2 separate regions of the Oncorhynchus kisutch genome follow, and region 1 is linked to region 2. The links are chromatin contacts, called in public Hi-C maps. All regions are on one chromosome and are shown on one strand. The core of a region is the stretch at or near the end of the contact, and the rest is flanking DNA. Distances in the headings are between cores, read along the strand shown.

Evidence for each region. A called contact is a pair of places that touch in the nucleus more often than the background predicts.
Region 1: a contact with region 2 is called in a Hi-C map of liver, with 15 times the contacts expected there. The contact joins the promoter of prpf6 here to the promoter of znf512b in region 2. A contact is called at or near these places in 2 of 2 Hi-C or Micro-C datasets (liver and muscle).

What each region holds. Positions count from the first base shown.
Region 1 is chrLG24:30,882,299-30,886,793 of Okis_V2, reverse strand. It overlaps prpf6 (PRP6 pre-mRNA processing factor 6 homolog (S. cerevisiae)), which reads right to left and starts at 2,053. Exons shown (of 21, transcript XM_020458778.2): 1 at 1,679-2,053; 2 at 774-936; 3 at 567-685; 4 at 375-453; 5 at 11-187. The coding sequence starts at 1,968.
Region 2 is chrLG24:30,695,573-30,700,234 of Okis_V2, reverse strand. It overlaps znf512b (zinc finger protein 512B), which reads left to right and starts at 2,563. Exons shown (of 18, transcript XM_031803620.1): 1 at 2,563-3,008; 2 at 3,518-3,713.

The sequences.
Region 1 (4,495 bases), core at 804-3,303, 190 kb before region 2:
CATTACTAACCCCCTGCAGTGGGTCCACAGTGGTGTGCTTGTCTCCTGTGGTCAGGTGTTTGGAGAAGAAGCTGTCTGGTACAGGGGTGAGTTTCTCATAGCGCGGGTTCCTCTGGCGCTTGTTCCTGGCATCGCCAACCTCCGGGATACTCAGCCACTCCTCATCTGACATTCCTGACAGCTTCCTCTACACACAGAGACCAAGAGCCAGAGAGAGAGAAAGGGAGAGAGAATGAAGAGTAGAATAGACATATTGCTTTCAGTGTCATTATCCATTAAGAGATGGAAATTGTGTCTTTGGCAGATTTAAAGGTAGAACTGCTCGGAGACAGTACAGGAGAGTTGACTCTTGCCATGAGAACACAGTGACCAACCTTGAGGTCAGAGAACTGCTGCTGGATCTTGGGGCGCTCCATACGGTACTTCTCTATCTCATCCTTCTCCCTCAGCTCTCTGGGGACCACACAGGACAGACTGGGTTAACACAACAGAGCAGTAACACACACACACACACCCTCAGGAGCAGTAACCCACACTAATAAACACATGGAATTATATTCTCTCACCTCCTCTCCTTGCGTCGTTCGTCCATCCTCTTGTCCAGAGCCGCGTAGATGGCATCTGCCTCCTCGTCGTCTTTCTCATAGGGTCCACTGGAGAACAGACTGCCAGCATAGCCGTTAAACTGAGACAAAGTGGACAGAAGTAGGTGTTACAATATGTTGTGAGATGAGCTTTGCCTGAACTTGTTCTTGTCATGTGTAAACAAGCACCTCATCATAGTTGGTGTCATTCAGATCCTCTTCGTCGTCTTCCTGGTTCTTTTTCATCTTGTCCCCCACCGTCCTCTGCCCCGGGGGAGCATGGCGGTCATCCACCGGGTCGTTGGCATCTCGAGCGGGTCCGATATCAGAACGGGTGGTGAAACCTGTGGCTCTGGAGACAGAAGAGGTGGAGTTAGATGAGAGATTCAACAACAGACTAGAACATTATTCTTCAATCTAGCCAGCAGATCCAACCCGCTTGCTTACAGCTGCACTAGGGTCAGAAAGCCTTCCTGTGTAGATTATTACACAGCAGAGCAGGCACGAGAGATGGCTTGGAAAACATACCTCAATCCAGGGATGAGAAATGTGGTGTTCTTCAAATTGTCCCATTATCCCAACTGTTACACCAAGAAGATTAAACGACTGCTAAAAAAAACTAGGTTGTTGTAACAGTTAAATTGGGATAATGGGGCAATTCGGAGTATAGCTCATTTCTCATCCCTGTATCGAGATACATATTCCGAGCCATATCTCTCCGGTTGGCTCAGCGGTATCTTAACCTACACTGGAAGTCTGTCTGACTCTAGTGCAGTTGTTAGCAAGCTTGTCAGATCTGCTGGCTATCTTCAACCTGCTCCTGGAGACCACAGCCTCTAGTTTTTGTTTCAGTCTGGTTCTGGAGTGTTTACATAGGTAGATAGCGAGCCAAACATTGGTACACAATTAGTTACTAACGTTACTTAGTAACAAGAAAGAAGGAATTTTAGACGTATTGCATCCTAACACTATTAGCAAGATTTAGGTACAAGTACTTGATTGCCAGTAAAATTCGAGATTGTTTTCCAGTCAAAGGTGGCTTAGTTACTGTAGCTAGCTATGTGGCTAAGCTAACTAACATCATGCCTGCTTACCCTCTGCCGAGTCCAGGCACATAGCCTAGCGGCGCGGCCATCCCAAGGAAGGGCTTTTTCTTCTTGCCCATGAGCGGGGAGGACATGGGCATTGGCGGGGGCTCGGCATTACGCCCGCCACCCCGGCCACCTCCAGAGCCTCTACCAGAATTCTGCCCGCCGCCCCCAAAGCCTCTACCATCATTCTGCCCGCGGCCACCGGAGCCTCGACCGAAATTCTGTCCACCGCCCCTAGAGCCTCTACCATCATTTTGATTTCTGTTGTTATAGTTTCCATCTCTGCCAGCCATCGTGGCTAGTTATACCGACAACGCGGTTCACTCACTAAGGTATAATAAGAACGGGTTCACTTCCGGAATAATCTTCTTCGTATGAGCTTCCGGCAGACTGGAACTTTTGGAAATAATAACATACGCACTTCCTTTTACAATCATGGCATTGGTCTGCAACAGCGCCCCCTGTGGCGCTCCACAACTACTACTGCCATGCTCTACCAGCAGAGTGCAGCAGACTACAGGAAAATGTGCAGGCTAGGAGAATAGCCAACTTTAGGCCCATTGCACATATCCCAGACATGGCAACTGGAATTTGGAGTCTAAATGGTTTATTAAATCTACCTGTAACTATAGGGAATAAATATGCATTGGTTTCGGGTCATGTATTTGATCAGCACATAGTTGAGTGAATCTTCTAGCCCTCATCAACAGAAGCTCATTAGGCTACCTCAGCCTGGTTTGACAGCCAGGTCATTTTGAGTCTGCATTTCACCATTATTGACATAATGAAAGTCGACACTGTCCTATTTCTTGAGAGAACCAATTTAAAAACACAGCTGATTGGCCGACACATTTTAAAAGTGTTTTAAAATTAATTGGCATACATTTTGACAGCGATGCATTATCTAACATATATCAAACCAGTCTAACATGGACACTAAAGCCTTCTTGGGCGGTCCATTGTCAATCACAGGATGGGCTCACTGCGATAAATGTAATTACAACCTAATATGACGTTTCTGTGCTGTCTGTCTTGTGATGAAGTACCTCCGCCTATGCATCAATTTGATTCCATCACCTTTAACTTTAGCCATCTACAGCCAAGGCCTCAGCATGTTAATTTCTCTTCATTTAATTTGCCTCCAGGGCAGACATTATTTCACTGTGATGAAAATGTGCTGTCAGCTGCATTAGAGGATGTATGGCTTTAACAGCCCAGAACCATTTCACAGATTCAAAGAGCTGCAAATCTTCACAGACCTGGTTTCATTTGTATTGAACCTTTGTTTTAACTAGAAAAGTCAGTTAAGAGCAAATTCTTACTTACAATGACAGCCTACACCGGCCAAATCCGGGCCAATTGTGCGCCGCCCTATGGGACTCCCAATCATGGCCGATTGTGATACAGCCTGGATTTGTACCAGTAGTACACCTCTAGCACTGAGATGCAGTGCCTTAGACCGCTGTGCCACTAACTGAACATGTTTAACTTATTTGATAGTTTTGATGTCTTCACTATTATTCTACAATGTAGAAAATAGTCAAAATAAAGAAAAACCCTTGAATGACTAGGTGTGTCCAAACTTTTGACTGGTACTCTAAATGTCTGTCTGTCTGTCTGTCTGTCTGTCTGTCTGTCTGTCTGTCTGTCTGTCTGTCTGTCTGTCTGTCTGTCTGTCTGTCTGTCCGTCTGTCCGTCTGTCTGTCTGTCTGTCTGTCTGTCTGTCTGTCTGTCTGTCTGTCTGTCTGTCTGTCTGTCTGTCTGTCTGTCTGTGATCCAGCGATCCAGGTCCGTGTCATTAGAGGGAAACCACCCATCAGTAATGCTGATTGAGGTTAATGATCAAGAAAACCCTGCGTGTCAAACCCATGTCCACATCTAATCCCCCGGTTACTGTTCTGAATACATTCAATCACCTTTGTTTGAGGTCAGCCTTGACAGATGCAGATATGGGTCAATGCCAGATGAAATCAGTGGATGAGCAGTGAGTCGCAATACAAGGTATTTTTGGAACACCTTGTTTTCTCTATTCGTGTTGCAGGATATTTGTGGTGAACAAGCTACATCTCTCAGCTGACACGCACAGACACAAACATGCATGGAGGAGAAAACGAGAACACCATGTCTGTCTCACACACACAGAGAGTCTAGCTAGCATGGCGGTGGTCCTGGTAGCCAACAGAGTTAATGGATGTTGTCTCCCTTTGATGGATTACAGGCAATATTCACACTGGGCTAAATGGTAAAGCTACCGCTTATAAGGAACAGGACAGTGACATGGATGAAAGAAAGCCCGTACGACCTCCGACAAGACATCAAACATGCAAAATGACAATATACACTGAGTGGACAAAACATTAGGAACACCTTCCTAATATTGAGTTGCACCCTCTTTTGCCCTCAGAACAGCCTCAATTTGCCGGGGCATGGACTCTTCAAGGTGTCCAAAGTGTTCAAAAGGGATGCTGGCTCATGTTGACTACAATGTTTGGGTGGTGAACCCTTCTTGATACACACAGGAAACTGTTGAGCGTGGAAAACCACCAGCGGTGCAGTTCTTGACACAAACCGGTGCGCCTGGTACCTACTAACATTACCCTGTTCAAAGGCACTTCAATCTTTTGTCTTGCCCATTCACCCTCTGAATGGCACACATACACAATCCATGTCTCAATTGTCTCATGGCTTAAAAATCCTTCTTTAACCTGTCTCCTCCCCTTCATCTACACCGATTGAAGTGGATTTAACAAGTGACATCAATAAGGGATCATAGAGCTCACCTGGATTCACCTGGTCAGTTTATGTCATGGAAAAAGCAGG
Region 2 (4,662 bases), core at 1,314-3,813:
AGGTATACAAAAGGACTGGAATAGATGGAGATGAAAAGAGAGAAAACAGGAAGGACAGAAACATTTAAATGAGAAACAGAGGAAGTGAGGGAGGGAGGACGTCACACCTGTCCAAACGAAGCGTGTCTGGCACCTTGCACCTGCGCCCCCACCTGTCACTCAGTGGCTGAGTCATGTTAGTGAATACTAAGCAGTTTATCCTGTCACCATCCTGCCTCGCTGGCTGTCTGGCTTACTGCTGGGAGACAATTACTGGGTGATACCAAGCATCTCCCTGCCTAATTACATGTAAATCTTTATCATATGGATGGTTCTATGGTAAACAGGTCCTGTCAGCTATGTGACGTCTCATTATGGGTGGAGAGGTAGAGGTGATAGAGTGTATAGCTGTGGAGCAGGCAGTTAGAGAGAAGGACTCTAAGTGTTTATAACCTCAGTTTATGTGTTCTTTTCTCTCCCTATCTCTCTTTCTTATTCCATCCTTTCTTATTTGTCTCTCTCTCTCTCTCTCCTCAGATATAAATGAGCTTAGCGATGCCCAAGGAGGTTTGGAGGTCTGTGTTTCTTAAACAGTGGCTTCTAAATCATGGTTGCTATTCTTTAATCCCACAACACGTTCTCACTTCTCTTTCTGCCTCTGTCACACAGAAGGACCGATTATCCATTTGAAACCTCATTGCTTGACGCCACATGTAGAGTAGAACACAGTTTCCCTCTAGTTGCCAGGTTGGCCACCTGACAGCTTTTATTAACTATTAACCAGGCTTGTGCCTGCTCAGCAGAGAAAGAGAGGAGTAAATCACTGTAAGGGATTCATGGTCTGTCAACCAGGATCCTGCAATAACCATTCAGTTAGGTTACATTAGAACACAGAGCAGGGGAACAGTAGGACGTAGCTCCATACACTGGGATAGTACTGTTGCTCCGAGGAATTTATTGACTGCCATAAACCTGTGGTCTAATATTTTGTAAGAGAGGAAGAAGATTGATGAGCAGGGTCAACCCTCCCCATTTTTTTGAGATTGAGTCCTGCGGATTTCTCCTAATGTGTCTGTGGGATATACTCATCTGGGGTCATTTTTAGCCACTTCAATCCCCAAAGATTAGGTCATTGTTTTTGTCTCCTCTGCTATATTCTAATGGAAAACACCATCCATGTGTTTATCTCAAACTGCAAACCAAGATCCTACCCCAGCACTTTGAAACAGTATTTAAAAACTAGGTACCAGGGTACTTTCAGTAACTGGTGACTAGGCCTACTCAGTGGACAGCCATCAATAAGGACACATGTTTTCCAGTGGTCATATGACAATGTAGCCGACTATATTTCAGTCTTACAGAACCCAGTAGTGAGGCAACACTTCCATCTACTGGATATCTAATGTATGAACATTTCATGTGAGGGGTAGATGAAAAATGTTTTGAATAATTATCTTGGAGCAGTTAGAGAATCTGAATGTAGCTCCCCACTGTAAAGCTCTAATGCAACTGCAATGGATGAATGGCAGGTGGAAAGGTGGCAGGTTTTGGTCATGTTATCTTTCCCTCTACAAACCATTTCTAATCAACTGAGAGGAAGGCTGCATTCACACAGGCAGCCAAATTCTGATATAATTTTTCCACTAATTGATCTTTTGACCAATCACGTCAGAACTTTCGCAAAAGACCAATTTGTTAAAAAAATATTTTCTGAATTGGGCCGCCTGTCTAAACACAGCCAAAGAGAAACAGAGAAGGAATTAATATATAAATATATATTTTTAGAGAAGGAAATGTGATTAAAGAAATTAAAACTACATCCTTAATCATTCCCTCCTTGACGTAGGCCTAACATAACTGATCTAATGTAATTGGACAAGTGAAAGCAAGGGCACCGCCTTATAGTTTTCACTGTCCAGTCATGTCTCATCAGTAACTACTTCAGAGTGGTCGAAAGGAAGGATACATTTGATATACTGTACCTTGTTTGGGCTCTGACGTTGCCAGGCCCTAAAATGAGTACACCCTGCCCTCTTCTGGTGGTTTAGGGGAACAGCCAGTGTCCATGGTTTACGTCATTGTTTCTGATGATTTCCACTTATAAAAAATATTAGGTCATGCTGACTGGCACCAATCACATCTGAGAGAGTCTACTCTGGTTGTGTGAGCCCACTGTAAGTGGCTATGATTCAGTGGCTGCATGAGTGAGGGCCACGTGTTATACATATCATATCAGAGTATAATGGGGAACATTTAGCTGCTCTTGCAGAAGCTTGCTGATTTAGTAATAGCAATAATAAGAATTCATTAGTGGGCAAAATAAGAGAAACTTTCAAAACAAGTGACCTTGGTTCTCGACATTGCATTAGCCTTCACTGTGTTGGAATAAAATGACAGATCAGCAATGCCCAACCATAACAGTCTACATCATCTAACAACCTATTTAACATCCCATATTAAATCGATTGATCCGTTTCTGATAGAGCAGAATAGGTAGCCTATAGCCGATTCTACTCTGCCCCAGCGTCACTATGCAAGTTTCGATTGCTATAGCCTACGAGTGGACTATTATTTGGATTGCCTTGGACTGGCATGAAATCGACGAAACAGCACAACGACAATTGACAATCTAAGGCTGTGCGCAGTTGACTCCCTGAATATTAACGATAAAGGTCGGATGATAATTTAGTAGCCTAACATTACCAGATTAAAACGTTTAAGTGAGGCTGGTTTTAAGAATTTATCCTAACCCTTTTTCGTCATGACCACACGGCGTTACGGCGGATGAGCCTCATCAAACCGTCAGTTTGGTATCGATACAAAATCGGGTTTATATGGCAAAAACCCCGAATATTATTTGCGCGATACAAATAATAATAACGCGAGAGTTTGCAAGTTGCCAGAAGACTGTAGTTGCAGCTGTCAAAGGAAGAGTGGATACGCGCATGACTCAACACACATTACTGTAGCCTATTACTGTACACGGCCGCGAAGATAATTTCCGTATAAAACCCCGAAATAATCCCGAGGTAAGGAACCGCAGACTGCACCGAAAGCGACCGAGGTCGAATCTTTTAATTCCTTTTTTCCTCTGGTTCATTTTCTTTTACTCTAACCAACTCGCTTGCAGCTGTTGAAAATTACTGCACTAAACATATTTTTGTGACTCCCTTTAGCTCCAGCCATTGCAAGGATTTTTTTTTTTACTCCTCCTTCATATTAAAGTCGCCATTTTGCTTCACTGCCTATATAAAACCTTCTTGTATTTTAATGTTTTTTTCAAGGAGTCGGAGACGTCTCTATCTTTCCTGCGGGTCTCCTGATATTCACATTTCTTGAGTTTTCCAACGAGACGATTGAGATTAAAGAAGTGCCTCGTGGTTGCCATATTAATGCACGAAAGGGGGAAAAGTGGATGCTGGAAATAAGGTGAACGTCTTTAGGATTTTAATTGGCATCTCCTTTCCCCCCTCCTCCTCCCTCTTCCTCATCTTCTTCATCTCCCCTCGTCTTTCCTCGGATTCAAAACGGGGACTAGGCGCGTGGCTAACGACGACTATCAGTCCGCCTCCATCGAAGCCCCCGACCAGACCCGCTTGGAACAGCAGGTGTGATGGCCATGTAAGACCGGGAAAGGCGCATATACCGCGCGAGGTGTAGCCCTACCGCCTGACCCCCACGTGGGTGACCCCGGCCACCCGGCGGCTCGTGTTGGGTGACTCCCGACATTGCAGGTAGGTGTGGCCTTCTAGAACCCCATGTCCCTATTATTAATCAACGGCACAGTAAACATTGTAGCCAGCAGCATTCGAATGCACCAATGTAGCAATCGAAACAGTCCACAAACAATGTTGCTGCAATGTAACCATCTTCAAGTAGAGGAGACAGAAGCAAGTCAAACTGCTGTTGCAGCCTATGTGACCTAGGAGGTGAATAGGGCAATTTGTCTGTGCAGCCTTCAAACATTAAAGTGTTTTTGTGTGTAAGTGCTCAATTCCAAAATACATCAGTTCTTTCACTTTGCAGCTGTTTCTGGGGTTCTGCTTTGGTTTCAGCCAGCTGTATGATGTACTGATTTATAACTGTCATGACTAGGTTAGTAGACTATCAAATGTATGTCACACTGCTAAAGTAGCGGGATAATAGCCTATAGCTGTAATGTAGTAGTAACAGTGTTGTAGTATGACAGTAATAAAGTGGGATTACTTAACTCAGAACCTGTGTGTGTGTGTGTGTGTCTGGCTTATCTCCCTGCCAGTCCTAACAGTGCCTTGACTCTGTGTGGAAGTTGTGCATTCACTGCTCTGGGTGTATAGTAAGCTACTGTGAATATAGAATAAAATAACATTTAGTTGAATTAAAAACTGTATTGCAAATCAGAAAATCAATTAAAATGAATTTGTTTTAGTGTCAACAATATTATAGACATGACAATGAGGGCAAGTCACACTAGGGACACAATAGACCGTGTACATATACAGTATCAGTAGAGAACGGCTCATAAATATGGCTGGAATGGAGTCAATGAAATGGTATCAAACACATGGAAACCACCTCTTTTATGTTTTTTTTGTACCATTCTGATGACTCCCTTGCAGCCATTATTATGAGCTATCCACCCCTCAGCAGCCTCCACCGACATATACTGTATGTATATCTTAGGACAGTGAATGTGCATAATGT